2 separate regions of the Sus scrofa genome follow, and region 1 is linked to region 2. The links are chromatin contacts, called in public Hi-C maps. All regions are on one chromosome and are shown on one strand. The core of a region is the stretch at or near the end of the contact, and the rest is flanking DNA. Distances in the headings are between cores, read along the strand shown. Region 1 holds the start of HTR7 (5-hydroxytryptamine receptor 7). Region 2 holds the start of KIF20B (kinesin-like protein KIF20B).

Region 1 (2,700 bases), core at 27-2,526, 1.0 Mb before region 2:
CGAAGTGAAAGAAGTCTCACAAATAATAAACATCAGCCACTCTGATAGGGTTTGAATACTAAGGGGATTTTAGGCAATAGGCATTAAATCAACATACACCTCCGGGATACTTCTGCAGAACATTATAACCGGTCATTTCTTCTCTTTTGTACAAGATTTCCAGAATGCCACGGGAAAATTAACTCTCATTTCAGTGTATTAGGTTTTGAAGACTGAATATAAAAGCAGCCAAGATCTTTCTCAGATCTGAGAGGCCTGTATCTAGATGCCTGGAGGGTCTGTCCGAAAGGTTTAAGCCCTCCAGAGGTCCCTTTTCCTGGAGCTCCCAGCTTCTCCCAGATGTGGGGATCTCTCTCCCTTTTTCACTTCTTCTGAGAGCCCACCCTCACCCCATTCAGCTGCTTCTCTTTTTACATCTTCGATTTCTCCCATCAGTGGTCAAAATAGGAAACGGAAGTATCTGCTGCTTGGTGTAGTGTTAGAAAGGTTTTTTTAAAATTAAGATTAAAAATGCACATTATATATAGACACATATATATATTCCTCCTGGGGTTCTTTATTTTGCAATGAGTCCCAACGTCCGTTCCCTAGTCTTTCCCTACCAAACTGTTATTCACTTGGGGGGGAGGGGGTTCGGGTCTGTAGGAGGGGGTCTGAGTCTCCTGCGGAAAGAAAGAACCCGGGGTGAAGCGGCTTGGGATCCCAGGAGGCGCGTGGAGTGCCTCCTTCCGCCCAGTGGGGGCACGCGGGAGAGGCGGCGGCCCCTGCCCAGCCCGGGAAGCCCGTCCGGGAGCCCGGCGGGCGCGGGCAGCGGCCGGAGGCGGCGGCGGCGGGGACGCGGCGCGGCTGCCGCAGGGGAGCGGCGGCGGCGGCGGTCGGCGCGAGGGGCGGGGCGCACTCCGCAACTTCTGCTGCTGCCTCTGGGGCGCTCTTGGCCGAGCCGCGCGGCTGCTGCGGACTGCGAGTTGCGGGCTGCGGGCTGCGGGCTGCGGTGCGGCCAGCCGAGCTCGGCCCGCGCGTCCTGGGCGTCCGTCGAGAGCCGCAGGCGCCTCCCGCAGGGAGTCCCCGGGCGACCGCGCTCCCGCCTCGTCCGCTGCGGCTGGGGCACCGGGACGTGCGGGGCCGCGAGGCCGGGCCGGGGCGCCCCCCAGTGGCCGGCGCGGGCCCCATGGCTGGGCCGAGTGGAGCGGAACCGGCGAGGTGAAGCCCCCGGGCCGGCAGCCGGAGCGCTTGGCGGGGGCGCCGGCTCCATGGGCAGCTGCGCACAGCGGCATGATGATGGACGTTAACAGCAGCGGCCGCCCGGACCTCTACGGGCATCTCCGTTCTATCCTCTTGCCGGAGGTGGGGCGCGGGCTTCCCGACTTGAGCTCCGACGGCGCCGGCCCTGTCGCGGGCTCCTGGGCGCCGCACCTGCTGCACGGGGTCCCTGAGGTGACGGCCAGCCCCGTGCCCACCTGGGACGCGCCCCGGGACAATGCCTCGGGCTGCGGGGAGCAGATCAACTACGGCAGAGCCGAGAAAGTTGTGATCGGCTCCATCCTGACGCTCATCACGCTGCTGACGATCGCCGGCAACTGCCTGGTGGTGATTTCGGTCTGCTTCGTCAAGAAGCTCCGTCAGCCCTCCAACTACCTGATCGTGTCCCTGGCGCTGGCCGACCTCTCGGTGGCCGTGGCGGTCATGCCCTTCGTCAGCGTCACTGACCTTATTGGGGGCAAGTGGATCTTTGGCCACTTCTTCTGCAACGTCTTTATCGCCATGGACGTCATGTGCTGCACGGCCTCGATCATGACCCTGTGCGTGATCAGTATCGACAGGTAAGAGCCGGGCCGCCCCGTCCCGGGGTCCGGCTGGGGATGTGCCGGCAGTTTAGCATCGCGCACTCGCCTTTCCTAGTCGGATAAACTAGACTTCACGGCTGTATGTAGGACTGCGCTTAGTACATTAACCCCCACACATCAACCCTACACCAACCAAACAACTTCAGTTACAGCATAGCCTATATACACTTTTAAAAGAAGAGCTTGAAATGTTCTGGTTTACTGTAGTGAGAATTTTAAGACCAAAGTTAAGAGTATTTTAAACATTAGCAGTTCCACCAGGGGGTCCCTTGGCTTGGTTTTCAGAAGGAAGGGATTTGATTCTCTCTGCACTTGACAAGCCCTTGCTGTGAGCCTGAAAGAATCAATTCTTACTTTAAGCAGTCAGTGGGAGAAAAGCCACCTTGCTTCCCTGATTGTAAGAGCTACTCCCCAGGCCAATAAAAAGACCTAGAATGGCCCCCAAATCTGGGGTCTACATGTCTGAACGTTGCGCCTTTGTGATTACTGATTTTGAATTACATTCTTTTGGAAGTCTGGTTTTAGTGTCTGGCAATGCTGTCTGTATCCTACAGGCTTACTGGAGCCCTACTTTCTGTCTGAATGGTTGGTCTAGCATTTCATCATATCTCTCGGGGATCTTCTCTTGAGAACTCCCCCACTGGAGTAATTGAAACAGAGGCTGACCATCTGTCAGGGATTCTGTGGAAAAAAATTCCTGTCTTGGGTGTCAGATTGGAATAAGGAATCTACAGGGTTTCTTCGGACTCTAGGATTACAAGATGCTGCAATGGGTCTAATCTTTGGTCCTAGAAGCATCGTGTAATTGACAATGTGAAGTATAGTCCTGATGTTATGTGGCAACAAAACAACTCTG
Region 2 (2,700 bases), core at 75-2,574:
ATAAAGACTCCCTGCATAGGAGCTTAAACAGTAATACATAAGATCCTCTATAGAAAAGAAAAAAATTGGTCCTACTCTTTCTACTCTTTTAGTGGTGTTATCTTTAGCAACAGCAAGGTTTAAGATCTCATTTCTCGTCCCCATGACTGAGAAAGCGCATCTTTTATCTTCTCTCTAGTGGGATCTCATGGCTGAAGACGGATGAAAAAGAAAATCTACTACTTAATGAAGTTACTGAATGTCATCCACAAAATATAGCCTCAAAAAAAGTCTTTACAACTAATTGATGAAGTCTCAGGTCTTGCACATCTAATAAAATGTATATATACACTGCTTTGCAGCTTCGGAGTAAACATGCTACCTTGTTTTAAGAACAGAAACTAACCTGAATTTAATTACTCTGGGGATTAAAAACAAGTCACGAGTCACGAAATTTTGTCAACTAGTCCTTCAACAAGGAATATTAGAGAACTGCACCAGGCAGGAATCACGAATCAAAAAGTAGAATGAGATGGGGGAAACTTTTCAAACTGATATATGACAGCAGTCATTGCACGCGCCACACACGCCCCCTTCCGCTTAGCCCAGCAAAGCCCAGCAAGGGCTAACCCCAGGCAACGGCAGCAGCCTAGAAATAGCTGCACTGGTGACCACCACAACACTCCCCTTCCCGCCCCACAAATGAGACCGTGTCGTTTGATGAGCAAACGACACGGTCTCATTTGTGGGATTCGGGACACTATATCTGGCAATGGAGGCCTGATCCTCAATAACAGCAGCAATGATAAGAAAAGTATCAATGATTCCAAGTACATAGTGCTTACTATACACACCCGCACTGTTTCTAACAGCTTTACCTATATCACTTTATCCTCATGAAAGCCCGAAGCGGTAGGTTCTAGTATTACTCCCTTTTAACAAATGAAATTCAGGCCCGGAGAGATTAAAGCTAATAAGCCGCGAAGACGAAATTTAAATCTTAACTGCAGTAAATTGGCTCAACCCTCCAATGAGCACCAAGATCCCTAGGCGTCCTCATCATTCCGCAGCCCAGTTCCAGAGTAAACTCAAAGGCGTCACAAGCCCCGTGGGAAGGTGCTGAGGTGCTGAGCACCTCACTGCCTGAGGCCTTTCCCCACCTCATCTGGTTTGTACGCAGTCCCCAACCGCCTTCCTCGCACCCTCACCTGCAAACGTAATCCTGCCGCCCGACCTGCGAGCTGCACTAAGTTATTTTCGTTTTTAAATTCAAACAATGGCGGCCAGGACCCCGCACTGCATGTTGGGAGTAGGCGGAGCTTCGGGAAAGACGCCAGGGAGGCGCCAAGGACTCACGCTATGAGCTTCCTGCCAACTCCCGGGAGAAGCTTTCAAATCTGGGGGCGGGTCTCTGAATGCTGGGCGACCAATGGGCGGAGGCGGAGGGAGAGCGGCCAGTGGGCGGGGTTTCCTGCGGGGCTCCTCTCGCGGGGTTGGGTAGTGCGCTGCCTAATGTGCCACCCTCTGTTGGCTGCGCGGTTAGTCTCCAGGTCCATCCTGGAGCAAGTAAAAACGTGGCGAAGGCCCGGAGGTGAGACTGCTGCCACTGCACTTAGCCCCGCGACTCCCTTAGGGACTGGCGGAGGAATGGCGGGCTACTCACTACCCTACTTTGTCCCTGCGGGCCGGAACAGGCTCTGCATCTGGGGAGCCGCTGGGAACGAGAGCTGCAGAGGGTCACTTCCTCTGCATGATCCTACCTGTCGTCCAGAGCGGCACTTGTGGATGAAACAGATTATTCCTAGGATAGCTTTTCATAAGCGTTCTTTATTTTTTGGTTTTGATTTTTGCCTTTCTGAAAATATAAACCAGCTACCGCTGAGAGGCGCTGTACTGTGACTATCTTCCTTGCCTAGGCAAGGTCTTTGCCTTGCCCAAAATGTAAGTGCCACTGTATCTTCTCTGCGTCTTTTAAAGTGATCCTCTTCTTTTGAAGCGTGTTATTACAGTCATATAGGAAGTATTTAGGCCGTCTCTCCCTGCTGTACTTCATTTTAAAGAAAAGTAACTGCTAACGTTAATTGTTTACCTTGTGCCGTGCTAAGCGTTTAAAATTGATTGTCCTACTGATCCTGAGAACAACCTGTGAGGTAGGTATTATTATTATGTCTTTTTTATAGATTGCAAGGAAACTGGGTTCATATGGTTAATTTGCTCAAGGACATACATCTATTAATGGTGGAGCTGAGATTTTAAACCGACCTGAATGAATTCAAGCCCCACCCGCTCACATGTGGTCTTTATTTTCGACTCTTATTGGTTGGTAACATTTGCAGAATAGTACCTAGTTTGATGAGCTTACTCTCCTCTTCCTTTTATTCTGTGTTTATATTTCCCATAACCTCCCCCTATCCTCTACAACTTCTCACTGTCTCCTCATTCATTTTGCCTTCTTTCTCCACAAAATAATCATATTTGAGGTGAGCCAGTGTGGAATAAAGATGAGGATTCAGGGCCAGGAATGAAAATGAACAGAGAAAGTAGGTGTGAAAGGGAAGAAAGGAGAAAAGATAAAGTAAAAACTGTTTTACGGTTCAGGCTGAAACTTAAGTCTTTAGGGACCTCTATGTCAAGGTAAGTCTAACCCTAACTCTGTACTTCCTTCCATGCCTTGTCATGCCTTTATTGCTTTTACTAGTTGTTACTGGTTTCAGCTCTTGA

What was found. Hi-C and Micro-C count contacts between places; a contact is called where the count stands out from the background.
Region 1: a contact with region 2 is called in a Hi-C map of embryonic fibroblasts, with 3 times the contacts expected there. The contact joins the promoter of HTR7 here to the promoter of KIF20B in region 2. A contact is called at or near these places in 1 of 5 promoter capture datasets (liver), 13 of 47 Hi-C or Micro-C datasets (adipocytes, alveolar macrophages, brain and 9 more) and 2 of 2 datasets of contacts at active chromatin or transcription factors (alveolar macrophages and skeletal muscle).

Annotation. Positions count from the first base shown.
Region 1 is chr14:102,547,369-102,550,068 of Sscrofa11.1, reverse strand. HTR7 (5-hydroxytryptamine receptor 7) reads left to right here and starts at 1,276. Exons shown (of 3, transcript NM_214085.1): 1 at 1,276-1,820. The coding sequence starts at 1,276.
Region 2 is chr14:101,511,309-101,514,008 of Sscrofa11.1, reverse strand. KIF20B (kinesin-like protein KIF20B) reads right to left here and starts at 1,324. Exons shown (of 32, transcript XM_021072622.1): 1 at 1,188-1,324. PANK1 (pantothenate kinase 1) reads left to right here and starts at 1,511. Exons shown (of 10, transcript XM_013983537.2): 1 at 1,511-1,570; 2 at 1,852-1,920.